Linked DNA regions of Gossypium arboreum: region 2 is linked to region 1. Evidence: chromatin contacts called from public Hi-C data. All regions are on one chromosome and are shown on one strand. Each heading gives the region's core, a stretch centred on a gene start, on an enhancer-like site or on the middle of the called end of the contact. The rest is flanking DNA. Distances are from core to core; before and after follow the strand shown.

Region 1 (5,764 bases), core at 1,955-4,454:
CGTACTACTACTGTTTACTTCAGCATAGCCGATGAGACACTAAGTGCCGTACTGGTGTATTGGTTGGATCCGTGTATCCGTCTAAGTCCGAGTTATGTTAATAGGGGTAAACTATTGCATTGAATGATTGAATGACTGTATTACTAGACTGAATAATTGATTGTTATTGATTGTTTGATACTGAATAACTGATTGTTATTGAATAACAATAATCAAATAATTGTTATTGAAAAATAATGATTGATACTGAGTTTGAATTAAAATAGAGGATTAGATTGAAAGTTGAATATTTAAATAGTTAATGAATTTGAGTAGTGTTATATATGCATTTTATAATTAAGTGTTGGTTTATAGAAATACCACTGAGTTTATACTCAGCGTACGGTTTATTTCCGTGTGCAGGTTAGGTACTAAAGTGATTAATGACTCAGCATCTAAGCCAATCCCGAACTCAAATACGTGGTGATGTACTTTTCTATTTTGAAAATGGCATGTACCTAGGTTGTAATTTGTTGTTATTTTGATAACATAAATATTAATGATAAATGATGGTAATGGTTTTTCCATACAATTACATATGTCTTAAACATAGTCTATATCATAATTTTGGACAATTTTGTTAAATGATAAACTAAATGAATCAATTAGACGTTTAAAAAAAAAGAAGAGTTCCCGAATAAGTCCCGATTCGATTCTAACGTGTGAATTGGACTTCGAAGGTCCATTATAGGGACTTTATAATTAAATCAAGTTATGTATGTCATTTATTTTGAATTAATTATAAATTGTCTAATAGGTCCGGTAATGCTCTGTAACCCTGTTCCGGCGACAGTTTGGGGTTAGAAAGTGTTACATCAAAAACCCTAAATACTGTACCTCCAGCACATATATGTGGACCTTTGTACTTTTTTATCTCCCACAACCTTATCCTTTTCCTTAACAAGGCGTAGATTTTCCATGAACATGTATCGTCTTGCACTGCACATTTCACCTCAAACTTATCGGATTTGGATTTAACCATGTGGTAATTAACCCCGTTCATGATGCTATGTTGTTTCAATGCACCAATAAAACTATCCTTATTGGAAAACTCATTACCAACTTCCAATTCACCTGAATCTAATAACGAACTTGTATGATCACGCGTTCTGTGTGGTAGATCTAGAAACTCCAACGCATCATCTGCAGATAGATAGACATTATGCATGTGGGCTAGAGGCGAGTATTCCCTGAATCGTACATCTTCTTCTTCATTTGAACCCCCTTTAACATCTTTAGGTTCGGTTGGAATAGGCTCCGGTTCAGAACATAATACAACTTCTGCATCATTAGGGTCGGACTCTCGAGGTGAATCCACATCAAACTCATTATCTAACCCACCATCATCTGCAACATACGAGGTCCCTTCACCGGTGGACATCGTAGAGAGTACATCATCCCTTCTTCTGGGCGTTTTATAACGTCCCTAATTAGATGTAGATTGTCAACCACTAGAAGTTGATGTCATTCCCTAGTACGTATTTCTAGCATCAAACATTGACCCACCGAGGTGCATATCGCAACCACTAACGGAGTGTCAAGCAGGGGTTGTGTATTCCATACTGCTACCAAACACGGGCGTTTTAGTGTTTTGCATCCCACTAACGGAGTGTCGGGCAGGGGTCGTGTATTCCTCTCGAACAGTAGATGTTGAAGTCGCAAATTCATCATTTGGCGATGAAAATTGTACATATAACTCAATATAGGGTGATCCACTAGCGAGATGAGTCTGCACCATTGCCTCCAAGCTACGAGCACCTTTAATGTCGAACAAGTCATATTGCACGGATCAACAGAAGCACAAAATTGATACCTAATAGACAAAGCTTTCATTGGCGTTATTCCAAAGATTTGACGCCTAATTCTTTTACGAAGTTCTGTCAAATCTATGTTCTGATTAAAAACCAGTCGCACTGTATTTTTCGATAAAAAAATAATGCCGTTCTTGGTGTGACGGACCTTACCATCATAGTAAATAACAGCACTAATACGTTCACTCATCTTCAATTTCTATTCTGCTTAGCGTCTCTAATTTTTCTTGCTGTAACTTATGCAACCTGAGAATAAAATTTGGCTCATTTATAGCCTCAGGCCAAATAGGAACTACTGTAGAAAAAGAGCATCCACGTGAGAGCTTTTTCAGTACTTTTGCTGACAGTGCATCCTACTTGAAGCATTTTTGACACTATTTGTTCAGAAACATATTCTCAAAATTATTTTTTTAGAAACTACTGTAGAAAAAGAGCGTCCACATGAGAGCTTTTTTCAGTACTTTTGCTGACAGTTCATCTGCTTAAAGCATTTTTGACACTATTTGTTTAGAAATATCTTCTCAAAATTATTTTTTCAGAAACTACTGTAGAAAAAGAGCATCCCCGTGGGAGCTTTTTTCAATACTTTTGCTGACAGTGCATCTTACTTGAAGCGTTTTTGACACTATTTATTCAGAAACATCTTCTTAAGATTATTTTTTCAAAAACTATTATAGAAAAAAAACATCCAAGTGGGAGCTTTTTTCAGTACTTTTGCTGATAGTGCATCCAGCTTGAAGCATTTTTGACACTATTTGTTCAGAAATATCTTCTCAAAATCATTTTTTCAGATACGTCTTCTCTAATTTATTTTTTAGATACGTCTTCTCTAATTTATTTTTTCAGAAACTACTGTAAAAATTTTTTTATTCCTAATATATTTTTTCCATAACCCTAAACACAAAATCATTTAAAAAATTAATCCATAATTTAATTAATTAACCCTAAACCCTAATCTAATTTATTTTTTATTAAAAATTCTAAACCTTAAAACCTTAATCCTAACCCTAAATGCAAAAAAAAATCCTAACCCTAAAAAAAGGACAAAATGCATCCTTAGAGAGCATTTTGCCACGTCAGCACAAAACGCACCCTTGAGGGACGCTCCCTAAGGGACGCGTTTTGTTGACATGTCACCTGACATCGCACTAACGTGAACGCGCTTTGGGGGAATTCGGCCATTTCCAGTAAATAATTAAAAAGTTGACCCATTTCCATAAATATTAAAAAAAAAACTTTTTTTTGTAAATTGCCCCCAAGTTTACTTTCTTTGGGATATCTCTGGACAAAAAAGTAAATCTGTTTTTCAATTTGAAAAAGAAGAAGGGAAATGTGTAGTAAAAATCCCAGGACAAAAATATCAAAGAAATCTTAAGCCGGGGTTTCTACAGGAGTAAACTCAATTGTTGTGTCCACGGTCTGATCCGGGGTGGCCCAATGTAGAAGAAGCCTTCGTTTTTAAGCCCTGAATTAGCCTTAGAAGTAAAACCCGGACACAACTGGCGGAGTAAAAAAATGGTATCGATAATCGTATCTTCTTCAGCTTTACCAACGCGGTCCCTCAACTCATTCCCGACTCACTCTGAACGCTCCAACAAACTCACCTCACTGTCATGGACCTCTTCGTTTCCCAGTATCAACATATCCATTAACTCATTCACGCTCCCTCCTGCTCCCTCTCTTAACAAGGTATTCCTTTTTCTTTTTTTTTTTGTTTAAACATTATTGTGTTTTGGTTCCTGGGAAAGGAAATTTGATGAAGTAACGGGTCTTTTATGTTTGATTATGCTGTTATAAGTGTCCTAGGCATGTGAAAAAAAATGGGTTAGTAATTGTTTACTTGATGGCAATTGTAAGCTGGGTTTTGGGTTGCCTTTCATGTTGTAGCTGAATAAGCATGCTTGATTAATGACCAATATTTGTTTTTTCATTAACTTATTTTCATAGATTATATATGTTCTTTCCATAGAGGGATCAGTGTTAGGGGAAGCATTTTAGGTTATAATTGGAGTCAAAACTCTCTATTCTGCAACTGAGTAAATCAGAGCGTTTAGCAGTTGAATATGGTGATATTAGGTGTTCGAGAGTCTGAAAAATGTGCTGACCTGGTAAATATGAAATTCGATTTCTCGAAAATTCTATAACAAAATGTTTTCTCAAAACTTGCCTTTTTTGGTTTAGTAATTCCAGTTTGCCTGCTGGTTTGTTCCACGAGGTGATGTTTGTAAGACAATATTTTATAAGCTTGTCCTTTGTGGCGGAGCCCTTTTGTTGATATACTCTTCTAATTGAACTCAAAGATGTCTTATGAAGTTGATAAGAGTTTACTGGTTTGGAAGGGATAATCTCTTTTCTGTATGAAAGTAGAGATATATACTATGCCAAATAAAGTTTCATAATTTAGAAATCGGATCATTATTGTTTGTATCGAATATGCCTAGACCTAGAAGATTTTAAACAGCCTTTTTGCGCTGTGGAGATTTATCTCGAGGAAAATGATGTGAAGTACACCCTGTTTCCGATGAAAAGATTATAAAATCTTACTTCCATTCTCTGGTGTTAAAGAATATCATGGTGCTCCTGTTTTGATGGTTGAGAAGATATAACATCTTGTCTTGAGGTTTGATTCGTTACTTACCGGCTTGTTCACAGGGGCAGATAACATCATTGCTGAATTTTACTAGCAAGCTCCAAAATAAAATGTTTTTGAGCTTAGATTTTGTTTAAATTTAGAGAATAAAAATCTCCTCTCATCATTGTTCTTATGTTCCATGGGGTTGGGTTTTATTATAGTATGATCAATGATAAAATATGGGTAGAAGTACCATGGAGGCCCTTATACTAGGAGGGAAATTGTATATTGCCCTTCTACTTAAAAAAATGGGCAAATTAGTCATATAGATTAGATCAGTGAGCAAACTAGTCTTTCTATTAACAATTTCATCAGTTTTTACTGTTAAAAACTGATCCTTATACGTCAGCATAAGGTATACGTGGGCACGCCAACTGTCTAGTTATTTGGTTAGCCACACTAGTTTTGAAGAGTAAAAATTGATGAATTTTAACATAAAGGACCAATTTGCTCTTTGATCTAACATATAGAGACTAATTAAAGGGGGCTAAATGCAATCTGACTCTTAATGCAGGGGCCTTTATGGTACTTTCACCTCAAAATATGTGAACTTGTGAACTCGTATGCACAATTTGTCCTTTTTAGTAAAGCATAATACATCTGGCTGATAATTTTAGTCACTCTTTTTAATCCAAATGTAACTTCGTACAGTTTAACACTTTAGGATCTGAAATTGTTCGGATTTTGGCTTTTATGTCGAATAGTTGGAAAGGTGTTTGTTTTGATTTGTTATATGATAGTAAGTTATGATTTCCTGTTGTGCATATTTAGCGGACAATTTACACACTGAGCACTGACTAAATCCGTTGAAGGAAGCAAAAAGAGAATCCAAGTTAATTTTGTTTGGCATTTATGTTTAGGGTCCTTTTGTTCAAGCTGCCTGGACCAGGAGATCACGTGGTGAAGCTGCAAAGCAACCCAATAGGAAATCATGGAAACAAAGGACCGATATGTATATGAGGCCATTTCTACTAAATGTTTTCTTTTCGAAGAAATTTATTCATGCAAAAGTGATGCATCGAGGTACAAGCAAAGTGATATCAGTCGCAACCACGAATGCCAAGGATCTTAGAAACAATTTGGCATCACTCACAGACCACAATGCATGCAGAACAATCGGGAAACTTATTGCTGAACGATCAAAGGAAGCCGATGTGTATGCAATGTCTTACGAGCCTAGAAAGGGTGAGAGGATTGAAGGTAAGCTAGGCATAGTTCTTGACACCATTAAGGAGAATGGGATCATATTTGTATGAGCCAATCACACATTGGTGTAGTAAAT
Region 2 (5,764 bases), core at 1,385-3,884, 360 kb before region 1:
AAATAGTGTCCAGATAGAAGCTTTTTTTAGTAATTTTGCTAACAATACATCCTGTTTGAAGTGTTTTTGACCCTATTTTTTCAGAAACTACTGTAGAAAAAGAGTATCCAGTTGGGAGCATCTTTCAGTACTTTTGCTGACAGTGTATCCTGCTTAAAGCATTTTTGACACTATTTTTTCAGAACCATCTTTTTCAAAATTATTTTTTCAGAAACTATTGTAGAAAAATAGCGTTTAGATGAGGGCTTTTTTTAGTACTTTTACTGACAGTGCATCCCACTTGAAGTTTTTTTACCCTATTATTGTAGAAACTACTGTAAAAAAAATAAAAAAGAACATTTAGATGGGAGCATTTTTTAGTATTTTTGCTGACAGTGCATCTTGCTTGAAGCATTTTTTACATTATTTTTTTTCATAACCATCTTCTCAAAATTATTTTTTCAAAAACTACTGTAGAAAAAGAACGTTCAGATGGGAGCTTTTTTCAGTACTTTTGTTGAAAGTGCATACTTTTTGAAGCATTTTTTACCCAATATTTTTAGAACTATCTTTTCAAAATTATTTTTTTAGAAACTACTATAGAAAAAGAGCGTCTAGGTGGGAGTTTTTTTCAATACTTTTGCTGACAGTGCATCCTGCTTGAAACATTTTTTACCCTATTTTTTCATAATCATCTTCTCAAAATTATTTTTTTAGAAACTACTGTAGAAAAAAAGTCCAACTAGGAGTTTTTTCAGTACTTTTTCTGACTAAACAAAAAAAAAAACAAAATCCATCTCCTCAAAATAATTTTTTCAGAACTTATCCTTAAAACTATTACAAAAACTTTAAAACCCCTAAACAAAAGTTCACTTTTAAAAATCTTTAAACCTTAATTTATTTTTTAAAAATAATAAACCGTTATTAAATTTATTTTTTAAAATCCATAAACACTAATTTATTTTAACAAAAACCATAACCCTAAACCCTAAATATCTAAGCCTTAAGCCCTAAACATGTAAATAACCCACCCTAGAAAAAACATAGGCTAAAGTGAGTCCCTCGGGGAGCGTTTTTGCCATGTCAGTAATTGCGTCCACGTTAGCGCATTTTATGCTGACATGGCAAAAACGCTCCCTCAGAGATGCGCTTTTTTGAAATTTCCCCTTAAAACGTGCCTACGTGGACACGTTTTTGGTTTTTTGGCCCATTCCGGTAAATAAAGTTTAAAGTGGCCCATTTCCGTAAATAATGTAGGAAATGAGCCTTTTTTAGTAAAATAGTCAAAAGTTAATGTAATAATTTTAAATATATATATATATATATTATTTTTACTTGATATTCTTTTGATACATATTAATTATACACTATTTAAAAATTATTATAGTTAATTTATTGACTATTAAAAATAAAAATTTTAAATAGTGAAGAGTTTATATTATAAGATATCGATTTTTATTGTTTGTACAAATGCCTTGATAATAAGAATTTTTATTAGTACAATATTTGAATTATTAAAATACTTGATATATTTTAATAGTACTTATTAATTATTATTTTAAACAATGATTACATAAAATAAAATTATATTATATGATGAAAATAGTACAAATATTTTTAAAAGACATTACACCATTAGTTTTTTAAAAGAAAAAAATGCTTTGAAATGTCTGTAAGTTGCGATGGTGGTGATGAACCCAGATCATCTGAGGATCGTATCACTAAGAAAGTTAGGTTTAAGGAAGAGAACGGTGAATAGGTTGTTGATATGATTGTGGATCTCGAGCCAACGTCGACTTTAACTTGGAAGGATAAGCTTCTAGGGGAAGGATCAGGTGGTTCGAGTATGAGGGAAGAGTCATTAAGGTTGGAACAAATGAAGAGTTTGTGTTACTCGAAGGTGACATGGTTAAATCCATTGTTAACAGGAGCTTAACAATCAATTTCTCATATCATATTAAGAAGATCCTCTTTAAAGAAATGGAGAAGACGGTAGTGTTAAAATTGCTAGGTCGAAGCATTAGTTATGTAGCCTTTCATAATAGAATTAGTAGTCTTTGGAGACCATCAAAACCCTTTAGTCTTATGGATATAGAGAATGTATACTTTTTGGCTAAGTTTCAGATTACCATTGATTATGACATAGTTCTATCTCAGGGACCATGGATTATTTACGGTCAGTATCTGACCGTCCAAACTTGGACCAAGGACTTTAGCCCGATGCAGCCATATCCTTTGGTGGTAATGGCTTGGATTAGACTATCAGGGCTTCCAGGATACATGTACAAAAGAGCAATTCTGGAGGCAGCCGGTGGCATGATCAATAAAGTAGCAAAACTAGATTTCCAAACTGACAAGAAGGTCAAAGAACGTTTTGTTAGGATGGCTATATACATCAACCTTGAAAGGCCACTTGTCTCACGAGTTTTAGTGAAAGGAGAAATCCAAAAAGTAGAGTTTGAATCATTACCCACTATCTTCTTTTCATGCAGTAAGAATGGACACATTAAAGAAATGTGTCCATCGGTGGTGGTGAATCTTAACCGGGGAAAAGAAGATGAGCAAACGGCGACCGTTTCAAGTAAGACTGAAACCCAGATCGGAAGAGAGTCAAGAGCGGATTTTGGGCCTTAGATGTTGGTAGAATGAAAATCTTGATGTAATCAAAGAGATTTTCGGGTTAACTAGGACGGGATTTTAGGCAATACAAGGTTGGGTTCAAGATTTGCGGCTTTAAACTGGGAAGAAGATATTGAAGAGACTGAAGCAGGGTCTGTTGAGAATTTTCAAGGCAAAGGTTTAGCTTCGGGCTTGGAAAATAAAATTGGGCCTGTCACTAAGGTTGGGGTGTCTACTGGAATGGAAACTGGATTGGGCTGCTCACAAGGTGGGCCATCAAGCAAGGTTATTGGGAAGCGACCCATGCAAGAATTTGGACCAGACCATGGAGGTTCAACGCATAAATGTATGGATTTTTTAAACCCAAATTTTCCTAATTTTATTTCTGTTGTAGGAGTTCGGCACGCGTCAATTTCGAGTAAGGATTTTGTTTCAGGTTTTGGCACAAACAACTTAAATTCATTGAAAGGAGATTTGATAAAAGGTTCTCGTATTAATTCAAAATGTCCCTCTAATCAGACTACAACCATTACACATTATTATAATCTCACACTTAAAGAAAATAGTGGAAAGATGGTCACTTTAAATGGCATGATTCTAGATCCAACGAAACACTAAGCTGTCACATTCAAAGAAAATTTTGATCCCAATAAAGATGATGTTTCAATTGCAACTATTAAAGCTTATAGTGGAAGTGGTAAAGTTGGTCCTAAAAATAAAATAATCAAAGACGGATGAGTTCGTATCAATCGAAAACTCAACCGAACTATTAGATATAGAGGGGATCTGTCGAAACCATTTTTTATTTTTGAAAAACATGAGTCGACTTTAAAAATGAAAATGGAGTCGCCACCAATCCTTTTGTTTAAGTGTGATTGGATCACCTTATAAAACACTTTGTTTTATTTAAAATATTGATTTTGATCTACGAAATTATAGAAAACAAGTTCGGGAGTCGGTTACGTACAAGGAAGGATTATCACCCTCGCAACGCCCAAATTTAGTACCAATTGATTAATTAATGTCCTAACGTTGAAAATTTGAAAAAAAATGTTAAAATATGATCCCTTTAAAAATGTGCGAACAACTCGAGTTGAATTTTAAGATTCTTTTGTTCCGAAAGAACAAAATATCACATCCAATACGTTAGGATGCGACATTTTAAACCCTCAAAACTAAGATCATCTCAGGGTTTACAAAACTCATACCTAAAAAAAAGGATATTCAGTTATTTGGTCAAACGGAAAATCGACACCCAGCACGTTAGGGCACTATTTCCATAATTTCCAAACACAATATTGCCTTGTTTTTTAATCTAAGAAAGCATAGACGAAATTTTAAAAGGATACTTGGTTATTTGGTCAAACGAAAAATCGAAACCCAGCTCGTTAGGGCACGATTTCTCGAATTTCCAAACACGAAATATTGCCTTGTTTTGAGAAATTTTCGAATAAGTGATTATAAAACCAGTTCAAAATATATTCGTTTAGTTTACTTAAGGATAAAAGGCAATCGATATTGGGCGAAAATTGGAATTTAAAACCTGATGTAATATAAAGAAACATACAAGCATAGTATCGAGCATGAAATAAAAATACCTGGCAATAATATTACATGAATGGTAAAAATAAATAAAAACCACAAAGGAACAAATTAGGGTACATGCAATGGCAACCCATCATATACTATACAAATACTAATATTAATAACCAAAGGCTAATGAATTAAAAGCCAATTTAAAAGAAATTCCAAGCAAATTATACAAATGAAATATAACAAGTTTAAAATAAAATAAAATGAATAATATGAAAGAAAGAAAATTTGAAAACATCTCTATACAAACAGTAAAAAATTTTAAAACAAATAATAGATATAAAAGTTTAAAATATGTAAAAGGTAAAAATAAATAATATATTAAATAGTAATATACAAATGAATTTTAAAATAAATATTATAAGGTAAGTAATATACAAAATAATACATATGTCAATCTACATAAATAATTTACGTAAAATAAAAACTTAATATAAATAATTGATACATGAAAATACAAATGTATAAAAGTATTTGAAATAAACAAAAATATATGATAAAATAGGATCTTTATAGGAAATAAATTATATATAAATAGATTTTTAAAGAAAATATATACATAAAATAATATAACATCAATAATATATACATAGAATAAGAAAATAATTTTAAGCTAAATTATGTGTAAATATATAAAATGTATAAGAATATTTAAATTAAATATCACATAAATCTTTAAAACATAGAAATATATAAAAAGAATCTAAACTAAGTAAAATTGAAAAATAATATAAAAATATACAAAAGTAAGTAACATAAACACTAAAACAATGCGAGATCAAACGAAAAATAAAAATGTTAAAACAAATTCTTTTAACGATAAATAATGAATAAATTATAAAGAATAAAACACATAAACTAAAATTTTTAAAAAAAATAGACTCAATTGAAGTAAAAAACCAAAATCAAAGGAATGATTTACAAACAAATAAAGTTATTAAACAAAATCAAGGATCAAAATAAAGTGCGCGAAAACACACGAGGATTAAAAATGCAAATGCCCCAAATCTCCGAAACGCAGTGTTTAAACACGGACTAATTTGAAACAATGCTCAACTTTCAGTGACAAAGTAAGAATAAGAAAATTAGAATAGGGTCCAATCATAGAACTGCGCACAAGAAAGGGACTAATCGTGCAGATATCCCCTTTAAGCAAAACGTGTGGATCCTTATGGGTACTGGTTCGGGTTGAATCGGGTCGCCTTATATGGCACCATTTTGGAGCCACTAAAATAGGCTCTAAATGGTGTCATTTCATATACATTATAAAACCAAAAAAAACCCTAAAATTAAAACATTTAGTCATTTAAAAGCAGAAATAAAAAAAAACAAAAAAAAAACTAAACACCCTTTTTCACTTCAATAAGAGCCTTGTTCAATGGTTTGGCATTCTCAATCACAAAGAATCAAAAAGAAAGGGCTCTCTGTCAGATTTGATTTTGACGAAGGAGAGATTCCGACGACATATCAACAATTCAGGTACCCCTCTTTTATCCCTTTCTTTTTATTTTCTTCTTTTCAAATGGATTTTAAAAAAAACAAAAAAAAAAGAAAAGAACAGAAAGAAAAAAAA

Evidence for each region. Hi-C and Micro-C count contacts between places; a contact is called where the count stands out from the background.
Region 2: a Hi-C map of leaf shows a contact between it and region 1, with 3 times the contacts expected there. The contact joins the enhancer-like site here to the promoter of LOC108480867 in region 1. A contact is called at or near these places in 2 of 5 Hi-C or Micro-C datasets (both in leaf).

The regions. Positions count from the first base shown.
Region 1 is chr3:44,886,412-44,892,175 of ASM2569848v2, reverse strand. It overlaps LOC108480867, which reads left to right and starts at 3,204. Exons shown (of 2, transcript XM_017783993.2): 1 at 3,204-3,539; 2 at 5,343-5,764. The coding sequence starts at 3,366. The coding sequence ends at 5,738.
Region 2 is chr3:45,249,076-45,254,839 of ASM2569848v2, reverse strand. No RefSeq gene overlaps it. Among protein-coding and RNA genes, the nearest start is that of LOC108482643, 13 kb to the left of the region's middle. Within about 2 kb of position 2,634, at least 2 of the 2 cell types and tissues checked have an H3K27ac peak or open chromatin away from gene starts, as enhancers often do. A contact at or near this core is called in leaf, where this site is marked.